3 separate regions of the Mus musculus genome follow, and regions 1 and 2 are each linked to region 3. The links are chromatin contacts, called in public Hi-C and promoter capture Hi-C maps. All regions are on one chromosome and are shown on one strand. The core of a region is the stretch at or near the end of the contact, and the rest is flanking DNA. Distances in the headings are between cores, read along the strand shown.

Region 1 (3,723 bases), core at 753-3,252, 440 kb after region 3:
TTTAATTTTAACAGCCACCAGGGCCCTCCCCTCACTACCTCTTTCTGAAACTGTCCTCATTTCCCATGGGTTTTAAGCTACACTAAGCTACCAAGGAGTCAAATTCATAAATAGATAAAACGTATTCATTTCTCTGACCATTAGCCCCACATCCTCTATTGTCCAAGTCTCCCTAGGCCATTAGCATCATCCTGAAGCATATGGATGGAGAAGGTCATGGAGGATGCCATCCTTTCTTCCTCATGCCTTTTCTGAATCCCTTCCACTTAGGAAAAAGAGAGAAGTGGAGAGCTGTGGGTAGATGAGGGGCCTTCTCTGTGAGATGATGTCTGCTGTGTGCCTCTCTAGAGGACTCAGAAGCAAGTTGTTCACAGAACTTTTATAGTCTTTTAACTACACAGTTTCAGCCCCAGGAGATTCATCCAAACTTGAAATTTTCAAGCCCCATATGTGCCATTCTATAATCTTGTGCCCCACAGCCTCTTGATTCTAGGTTGTCCTGACTACAAGGACTTTGGAGGCATTGTCACATGACAAAGTTCAGCATGAACCTTGCTTCACTCCTGCTCCCTTGCCCAGACCTTCTACCTCTCATTTCCGGAGGCATGGCAGTTTGAAACTGAGAGTTCTACACAACCTCTGCCTTTGGGTTTGTCACACAGATATGTCAGAATCTCTGTGATGCTAATCTAGGATTGCTGGGCTTGGATCCCTTCATTCAAGGAAAGGATTTTCCCAAGAAACTCCCCACCAGGGAAAGAAGGCTCTACTTCTTCCTGCTTAGCCTTAGTTATTCTGGTGTGGTTTAATTTTCTACTCTCATTTACAGATAACCACTGCCAAGTTTAAAGTAAAATGGATGTTTGTTATGTTTTAAAATACTAGACTAGAGAGGTGGATCAACAATGAGAAGGACATACTGTTCCTGCAAAGGACTCAGGTTCAGTTTCCAGCACCCATACCAGCCAGGATGCTTAGTACTACTTAACACTGTTATTCTACTGTCCCTACACCCTTTCTGACCTCTATAGAGACAAGCACATAACTGGTGGATACACAGACAAGCAGGCATATATGCATATATAAAAATAAATTTTGACAAATAATAAAACACAAAAAAATTATAAATAAATAAAAAGTAGTCTGGGTACAAAAACATCCATTAACCAGCCTTATAAACACAGACATCCCAAGTGTCCTTTTAATTTTAGCTCTGAACATTTGTGTCCAACTCTGGGATAATAGATAAATACCTAAAGGGAATTGTTATTTACCTTGTAATTTTGAGCCTGGAACTTCACTTTAATTCATGGGGAAAAAAATTGTCCTTTCTTTATGTAAGGAATCGAGTAACTGCTTCTGGCATTCAGTACTTCTCAGCCCCTCTTGAACTTACTAGATGAAGCAGGCAAGTTTGCCTTGTGTTATTTTGTATTATAAGTGATTAGAACTAAAGAATGTGATAGCTGGAAAAGTATCCGAAATTCAGTTCAACTATCTTCACTGATAAGAATATTAATCTTAACGGATAAAATGGTTTGTCCAACATATGAGTTTATTACCGACAAACATAGTAGCTAGTAGCCGACTCCTCACCTCCTCCTAACTTCTGAGATACGAATTTGGTCTGATATGTCATAATTCCAAGAACAAATCATCACAACCCCAAAACAAAACTCACGTGAAATGGAAAAGTCTAGCTATGTAAGCTTATTTGATGTTTTGTCTCCTGGTCACCACACACTTAAAGGGATAAGACTATATTGAGTTATGATCAAATAGTCCTATTTGTATTTTATATCAAGTTGTGAAACAAGGCCAGGTGTTCTCAGCACTTGGGCAAGCTCAATATTCTTGTCTAGTCATGTTTTGAAATTAACACTGTGTTTGGAATGTACTTGACAATGACATTGATCAAAATGCTTACATTCAGAAGAGATAACAAGTTTGGCTTAAGACAACAAGAGGCTGATTTTCGGACAGTGTGTTCTGCAGCTGTTTCCTGTATCTGTAACAACCTTGTCACAGCTTAACCGCTCTCAGAAATGAGGTCAGGAAATAACCTGGGAGTACATGTCTGTGATGAGTTTTCTAGTGTTCTGGGCAATTTTACTCTCTGCCTTTACTAAAAAAACCTAGCAGAAGCCATTGCAGCATGCCTAAGATCAAGGAATAAATGAAGCTATATCGTTATACCATGTCTTCCACAGACTTCAAGAAATGGAGCTAACTTTGCCAAAACATTTACAGCAAGTATACTTTTCTTAGGAAAATTGAGGTGTGCATATCTTTCTGGAATGTCTTTGGAAATATTTATGGGAGGGTAAGCATGACACCAGGGAATAAGGAACATGGCCCAAGAAAACTAATCTAGTTTCATAATATGGACATTCCAAAAGCAGAGACATGGAGAAGCAAGGGAACTGTATATATGGCCTGGAAGATTTATGTAGTGTTTATATATGTAGTGATACAGCTCCGCAGCCTACCTCCCTACTTGCACTGATTCATATAACTAATCTTTATTGAGCTCATAACTGCTGCCAATAGTGGGAATATGAGAATATTATACAAGACATGGTTTCTAACATTCAGGAATTTATCATCTCTTTGGGAAATAAATTGAGTACACCAATCACTACAATACAGAACGACATTAATAGTACTTCCTTGAACTTGCCTTATGTCTCAACTTAGGCCTTTATTTAGAACTGCCTGGACATGATAATGGCCTGTCCTGCTAGAGGAGCATTGTCACCGTATATAGATGATCTTTGAGATCTTTGCAATAGCCTGGTAAAAGAGAAATTTGTAATCAAGGGGATTGCCTCGTCAGCTATAAAGTTTCATGATTTATGGAGGGGGCAAGGCCAAAACCTTCTGTTTATAAAGTTATTTGGCAAAAGGCCACCAAAACACTACAAGATAGGCAGGGTCTATAAAATTATCCTACTTCACAGTTAATGGAAGTGAGCTTGGGAAGCTTTTGTCTATTTCTGGATGTAAACAAAGAAAAGTTAGGCCCTGGCCTTCCAGTGCTTCCTGTTCTTCCTATGACCATGGGCTATTCCCTTTCTCCTGGGTAAGAAATGATCTGTACATGTGCTCCCTGTTAAAAAAATAAAGATCCGGGCTGGTGAGATGGCTCAGTGGGTAAGAGCACCCAACTGTTCTTCTGAAGGTCCAGAGTTCAAATCCCAGCAACCACATGGTGGCTCACAACCATCTGTAATGAAATCTGACGCCCTCTTCTGGTGTGTCTGAAGACAGCTACAGTGTACTTACATGTAATAAATAAATCTTAAAAAAAAAGATAAAGATCATGTGAGTGCCATGTGCACAGATAGAAAACAAATGAAGAAATTTTACTTGAAGATTTTTCTTTTATTAACTATATCTTTGCTAAGTTTTGGAGGATTTTTGCTGTTTGTTTTTATTCTTTTGGGTTTGTTGTTGTTTGTTTGTTTGTTTTTGCTTGCTTGCTTGTTTTTTGCTAACTTGCTTGCACCCCACATTTAGATTATCATTGTGACCCATGTTGAAGATCCTGTTTTAAGCTGAAAACTTCTGAAGAGCTTGTTAATGTGTGCTGTGAACTGGGGCCTATTACTCTGAATGTCTTTGGGCAATAAACATTTGATTTTAAGCTACTGGGAATGTGCCCATCTTAAAGTTTTAAGACTCAACATTGTGCTAAGTGAAATAAGCCAGGCAGAGAAAAAC
Region 2 (3,483 bases), core at 776-3,275, 400 kb after region 3:
AGGCAGATGGTGGAGCAAGCAAGATGTTACAGATGTCTACATGGCAGTCAGCAGGTTATTACAGCAATGACCTACTGTTTCAGTGATTCCTCCAGGGCATTCTGTTCCGGGTAGTGAGTGAAGTCGTCTTTGGGTGGAAGGGCAGTGCTTTCAGTAAATCACTAAATAAATCAACCAATCAATAACTAATAATTGTTTTATTCTATGTAATTCTACTCCATCCAATACACTTGTTTGGCATCTTTCTTTCTTGAGATTTGCTGCGCTTCTCGGACTTGAAAGCTTTGAATCCATCCTAAGCTTTAAGTGGTTTTTCCTCCTTCAGTGTTACTGTACACCTTTCTCTTCAGTGTTTACCAATACTTTCTCTCTTTATCTGGGGTGAATCATTTTTGATAATCTCTGTTAATCCATCCTCAAGTTTGCAGAGTCTTTTATGTTATTGACCATCTTTATGTAATGCCAAGTATTAATATCCTTATAAGTAATATATCCTTTCTTAAAATTTTCAATTCTAATGTGAGTTGGTGATTAGTTAGTTTCATGTCTTGGTTGATATTTTCTGTTGTTCACTTCTTTTTGTCTCTTTTCCTGAAAGTCTTTAATGTGGCTGGGACAGCTATTTTGAAGTCCTTGGTTGTCCTCTGTATTGTGTGGTTGTCCCCTTGTACTCTGTGGACATTGTGTTTCCCACAAACAAAATCTACCATAGTTCAAAATCATTTTCACACTCCATGTCTCAAGTTAATGACCTAGCTTTATCTTTCTCAGAGTTGTCAAAGTTTAGAAAAATATTTACAGAGTCCTTTATGATTCTGACTCACCATCTATGTAAAATCTGGCTTTGACTCATATGATCCAAAGGAGCCTCTTGCCCCTTGGTCTTCTGTTTCTTTAAGTGTGTATCTGTTTGCAACCTACACTCAGCTTTGGAGTTGTCCCTGAATGCTACCCTCCACACCAACGAAATTGTATAATTTCTTCTAAAACAGTCTGTCCTTCCTCGTTTCTTAAACTTTTGTTAAATTATTCCTAAATTATTTGTTTTCCAAACAATTTTATATGAGTAAATTTTATTCATGAATATCATATCAATCTTATTAAAATTCAACCCTGTTCATCACATTCTCACTCTAAAAATGACAGAGATTTCCCAGGATCTATAAAATGTATAAATTTACTAGCCACATTTCCAGTCACTAACTACTACATATGTAATATCTCTATTTCTATCTGTCTGTCTGTCTGTTTGGCTGGCTATCTATCTATCTATCTATCTATCTATCTATCGATATATAACACATAGAGATTATATATATACATATACATATATATATATATGATACATGTTATACATATATTTCCTGATTTCACAGATTTTTTCACTATATTGAAATTCTGTGTCAAATAAACTGAATATTAAGTTTTAGTTTATTGTCCCTTTTCAGAATTTAGGCCAGTCTGTTGCTTATGCAAAGAGGGAATATCTTCTGTCTTAATAGTTAAAGATATTTCCTCCATTTTGCTCATTTCCTGTAAGATCCCCTTAACTTTTATCTGCAATAATTTATTACCAATGTGCATTAGAATCATTTTCACTCACATTTACCTCTCCTGCTAGATTCCAACCTCTAGTAGCATTCAGATTTCCTTCATTTACACTTTCTTGTGTTTGTAAGCTCTCAATAGATGTATATTATATCTAATTAGGCTAACAAATAAGAAGCCTACATTATATTCAAGATAAGAAATCTCAGAGAAAAAAAACAGATATATTTTTGGAAGTGGTCAGACAAATGCTATCTAGCAGTTAAGATTGTTAAAGCTGAGTGAAACCTGGCAGTGCAGAATCTCTAGACTTGAATGGAATGAAGCTCCCATCCCTGTGTCTAGTTTTTACTCTTAGCTAAGGAATCTGACTCACTGGTAAACCACGCTATCACACAAACATTTAAAAGTAAGAATAAAGCACAAATACTCCTGTGATAGCATCATCCTTGCTTTGTCCTGCTGCCTAGAAGCTACAAAGAAATATATATCATGACCCTGAAAAAACTATGACACATAAACACAGAGCCTGATGTGTTTCTTAGCAGCTGGAGGGCTTTTTCAAGTAGACTTACTCATGAAAGACTGGAACACTTTAGAGATGATCCAGAAGATGATTAAAGAACTGAAAGCAAAGGCAAGCTGGGAGGGGGGAACTACACAACTTAAGAAACGAAGACCCAAAAGTCATATTGTGCACTCTTTAAATAATCAGAGGGACTTGATTTAATGATTGGTCAACAGCTGCTTCCAAATTTGGGGATGCACAGAATATTTGGCTTAAACCATATTAGTAGGGGCATAATTTTGCTTGGAATAATACCACATGAGCAATAAATACAAAATTAATTTCCTTTCTGCAAAAGATGAATCTCTTCCATATTTGTGGAGTTCATTAGGATGCCACTGGGGCAATGTCTAATGCTAAGTCTCAGGGATTCTTCTCACAGTTCTGTCCTTACAGAACCTTGAGAAATGAGGGTCACCTTTAAGGGAAATTTTACTTCCCTTGGTGGTTTTTTATTTACCCTATCTTCAAGTCGTTTTTAGATATTTTGCATCTGTGAAAAATTTTACTATCACAATGGAAAGCTTACCCTGACAGAGAGGGCTTGCCAGTGCTGTAGGTTAGATTTGCCTTTAAATCATCCAGCCCATCAAAATAGTTCTCTGTATATAATATACTATGGATAAAATATCATTATTGATATTTATACTACATTTTCTTATGACCACTTATCTTTGAACATTGGAATATAATCCAGTTTTGTAAAATTCTGAATTACACACAACAAAATATAAATATATTAAGTGGCTTTTTCTAAGATTCAGGGAACGGATTGAGTAAATAGCTTTATAAAATAAGTGTTAAAAAAAACCCACAAATTCTATTCTGTCCCATCTCTTCTAACAAAAATGACAAAGACAATCTGACTTGACACAGAACTGAAGTGAATGCTCCATTTAAAACATCATGTGCTTTTTTTTTCATGGCATTAAGAAATCTTCAGGAAAATTAATGGAACTGGAAAATATTATATTAAGTGAGGTAACTCCGGCTCAGTAAGACAAACACCACATGTTCCCTCTCACATGCAGATCTTATCCTTGGATTTTTATGTACATGCAATCAAGTGAGAAAGAACATGGAAATAGGTCATGAAACTAGGAAGGGGACCGTGGTAGAGTGAAATGACGTCTGAAGAATGAATGTTGTGATGATCCTAGAATGCATATGACATGAACGTGGGAAGAGAATACTGAGGACAGAAGGCTATAAAGACAGGGGCTGGCTGGGCGGGGTCGGGGGGAGTAGCAAAGCAATGAGGAAAAGGATTGGGCAAAGAAGGATAAAACAAAAAAGGTATTAGAAAAATGTCATAAGAACACCCATTACTGTAGTGGATAACTACAGAGAAACAATATTCTCCAAAC
Region 3 (3,544 bases), core at 361-2,860:
TATTTTTCCACTGGGGGGAAAAACTGCAACGTGGGGGAAATGGTTCATAAGTAACTTGAATAATTTTATGCTAGCCCTTTCATGCTAAACAGTGTTTAATATTTTTACATTTCTTTTGATATATAAAAGATAAAGAGAATTTGGAAAAGCCCAAGCCACTTGTCTAAGTGTGTGATTTATTTCAGTTTTAGACCTACAGTGAAATTTCCCATTTGAAACAGCACACAACCAACAGGCATGAAGATGTGAATGGCTCTCTCCCCTTAAGAACCTTAAGGACTAAAGCGCTGCTTTGGTTTCTTGACTGGCAGCCTGGGCTTGTCTCCTCCAAGAGCAGCTTCTGCAGTTGCCCAGATGGAACATTTGAAGAGGGCTTTTCTCCCACATGAGAGCCTTTCATCCCACAAAACCCACAGAATATGGTAGCAAACTTGATGGCACAAGAGTCTGATTTTTATTTATTTTTCCAAAGTAGCTGTCAGGTTTGCTTCTCCTCACACAGGTGCACAGCACTCTGGAGAAGAAGAACAGATCAACCCCCAACCCACCTACCACAACCACTTCCCCAAACCACCCCTACACACATCCAAGGTCTCTTCCCCACTGCAGAGCTCTGGGGGAGTCAGTCAATAACCAGGCACTCGCTTGAGGAGGGCAGAGGGGACGGTGAGGATGAAAACCTTCCATCTGAAGTCTTTCTGGCTGATCTCGCTATACATCAGTCAGTTGTACACAGAAGAATTGTGCAATCTGACCGGCGTGCTTTCTGAGAAACATATTGAAACACTTCGTGTTTGAGGTGTGTATAGGCATCACAGAGTTCTCATACACTCTCAGTCTCCACACAAGACTCCTTTTAGGCTGTACTGGAAAGGTAGCCCAGCAGTGGCTCATCCTGCCCCAGCTTGTAAACTGGGATTTGTACTTTCCTATCTTCCAGTCACCTGATTACTGTCCCCGGGCAAAGGGCACTCGTTCACATCATTTTTTCCGAGCAGTTAAACCTGGAAAGATACTTCTTAAAGGACTCACAGAAGTTGTCTTGGGGGTTTGGAAAACATCACAAAATCAGCAGCCGACCTTTTGACTGTGCTATTTTTAGAGAAGTAATTGTGCTCCTTTAAAGTGCATTTTTTTTTGACAATGGGACAGATTCCCCTGCCCTTACTGATATGTGAACTATTTACAATTAAAAACACAAGCATAATACCGCAAACAGATACATTTAACCTCAGAAGCAGTCAGACAGACGGGGCACGCGGGGAGGGGGGGCAGTGTGACTTAAAAAGAGAAAAGATTTTTGTAATAGAAATGCTGTTGTTTCTGCCAAAAAGGAATTTTTATTTTACTGTTCAAACAGAAGTTTGTTTTCAAACCAGTTGCTAGTTAAGAAGCTCACTGTTCATTACAGCATCCTTATGAATCAACTCTAAGTAAAAGGCGTTGACCAGCAGGGACTCACTCCAGGCAGCAACCCCCTGCAAGTCAGCAGCCCTGACAAGGGTTATCTTACCTTGAGCACGTCAGATCTGGGAGACAGGGACTCGGGCTCCCACGGAGAGGACCGTGGAAGGGCTCTGATCCTCTGTGCTCTGCGGGTAACTTGCACTTGGCTTTTATGGACAGGTGGGCGGAGCTGTTCCTCACAGTAGGTGGGCAGGGATTGAGCGGGGGCGGCGGGCGGGCTGCCCCCGTGGAGCTGGACACTTGTCTGGGGAGGGGCAGAAAGGGTAGAGCCCGAGTTTTTAGGAGTGGGGAGAGCCAGGGACTTTGGAGGGCGGCGGAGTAAATAGACAGGAGTGGAGACGAATGAGGGAGAGTAGAGAAAGGCAGAGACCACAGAAGGGAAAGGTTGGGGAAGAAATGAATGGGGCTTGGGGACGGGAAGCTAAAGTAAAGGTAGGGGAAGAGAGAGAGATAGGGATTTGATTCTGGAAGATGAAATGGGTACTGGATTATTTTTCGGTTTTGTGTGACATTTTTGGCAGCGAGAGGAACCTGGGCGACTGTCAATAACAAAGGTGTTTTCTCTGTGATCGAAAAGCCAAGTAACCGCCCAAGAGAACTGACGGGTTTGGAAGCGAGGTAGAGGCGAGGAAGATGGGCTTCTGGAAAAGGGTGGAGGACAAGCCCGGTGAGCCCAGACAGTGGTGGGAGGGGATCGTCCCAGGGAGCCCCAGGCGCCCTGCCTCTGGGAGCTGACTGCTGCAGCCTGGCCCACCCCACCTCACTCCTGCCAGCCTCCTTCCACAGACAGTTCTAAGCGTGCAACATCCAGGCAGCTCCAGAGGCTGGAGCAGCTGTGAGGTCCATCTGCGGAGACAGCTCCGCACCAGCTCGTCCCTTCAGCATCAACATCTGCTTATGTAACACAGGATGCTAGGGCTCGCTGTCCTCTGGTTATTTTCGGTATTAAAAAAAAAATCTCTCCTAGCTAGCAACTGAAAAATGTTCGGTGTCATAGCTCTCTCCACTTGTCGTAGGCATAGAGAGGATTTAACCAACAAGTGCGAAGGGTCATGCTGAAGTTATTAAAAAATGTATTCAGAGAAAGAAAAATAAGGTCCTTTCGCTGCTGAGCGGTGACTCACTTCCCAGCCCAAGCTACAGTTTTGCCACCAAAGAAATCAAAGCATTTGAAAGGAGGACTTGAGACTCAGAGATGGGAAATGGGAGTCGGATAGATGCCTTGGAGAAGAGGGAATGACCTTGCTCACCGAGTACACACACACACACACACACACACACACACACACACACACACACACACGATCTTAAGCCATGCTGTGCTGTTTTCTGTCTTGTTTTCTAGCTAGCTCAAGCTGGCAACAGGCTAAGCTAGGCAGTTTAAAAACTCCTGCACTCCTTAGTGTGCCTGGAGAGTGTGCATTGTTCTGAGGACCCGCGCAGGGGCTTGAAAACTGTTCAGTAGTATCCCTCAGCCTCTCCTCCACAGGATGCCAGAGGACCACTAGCCCAGCAGTCTCCTTCTGCTAGGTGTGGAAAAAAAATGGCCTTGGACTTAGCCATAGGATACTGAAGGGCAAAAAACCTCTCCACTAAGAAAGAGCCACTGGCCTAGTAAAGGTCCACAGTATAAAAAAGAATTTTCAAAGAATCTATTAAGAAAATAGTAGTGCGTGCCACTGGGATAATAATAATACCTGCCACCACATGTGCTAAGTTTACACTGGACTTAGTTTTTTACAGACTCACTCCCATCTGTCTGCCTGGAGAGCCCAGAGCCTCAACTGATGGTTCCTTTGTAAGAATTCCAAGCTTAGCTCGAATGGATAGGCTTGGAAGTCAACATGCAAAAACCGATGCGATTCAGAGAGGGAGGATGGTGAAGAGTCATTAGACAAAATGGAAACATTTTAATTTTCATCAAGATACAAATTTGACATCATATGTGTGTGCGTGTATATACATATATATGTGTGTGGGTATATATCTATATCTATCTACCTTCTATCATCTATCTATCTATCTATCTATCTATCTATCTATCTATCTATCTATCTATCTATATCTATCTATCATC

What was found. Promoter capture Hi-C pulls out the DNA fragments that hold promoters and counts their contacts. Hi-C and Micro-C count contacts between places; a contact is called where the count stands out from the background.
Region 1: a contact with region 3 is called in a promoter capture Hi-C map of the HPC-7 cell line. The contact joins the enhancer-like site here to the promoter of Col8a1 in region 3. A contact is called at or near these places in 10 of 39 promoter capture datasets (the 3T3-L1 cell line, 3T3-L1-derived adipocytes, the HPC-7 cell line and 6 more).
Region 2: a contact with region 3 is called in a Hi-C map of adipose-derived mesenchymal stem cells, with 2.1 times the contacts expected there. The contact joins the enhancer-like site here to the promoter of Col8a1 in region 3. A contact is called at or near these places in 13 of 39 promoter capture datasets (the 3T3-L1 cell line, 3T3-L1-derived adipocytes, the HPC-7 cell line and 8 more), 6 of 484 Hi-C or Micro-C datasets (adipose-derived mesenchymal stem cells, embryonic fibroblasts, uterus and 1 more), 1 of 115 datasets of contacts at active chromatin or transcription factors (embryonic fibroblasts) and 3 of 9 other capture datasets (adipose tissue, embryonic stem cells and pancreatic islet).

Annotation. Positions count from the first base shown.
Region 1 is chr16:58,192,354-58,196,076 of GRCm38.p6, forward strand. No RefSeq gene overlaps it. Among named protein-coding and RNA genes, the nearest start is that of Gm41463, 46 kb to the left of the region's middle. Within about 2 kb of position 2,003, at least 5 of the 459 cell types and tissues checked have an H3K27ac peak or open chromatin away from gene starts, as enhancers often do. A contact at or near this core is called in the HPC-7 cell line, where this site is marked.
Region 2 is chr16:58,150,141-58,153,623 of GRCm38.p6, forward strand. No RefSeq gene overlaps it. Among named protein-coding and RNA genes, the nearest start is that of Gm41463, 3.2 kb to the left of the region's middle. Within about 2 kb of position 2,026, at least 3 of the 459 cell types and tissues checked have an H3K27ac peak or open chromatin away from gene starts, as enhancers often do. A contact at or near this core is called in adipose-derived mesenchymal stem cells, where this site is marked.
Region 3 is chr16:57,753,127-57,756,670 of GRCm38.p6, forward strand. Col8a1 (collagen, type VIII, alpha 1) reads right to left here and starts at 1,611. Exons shown (of 4, transcript NM_007739.2): 1 at 1,514-1,611.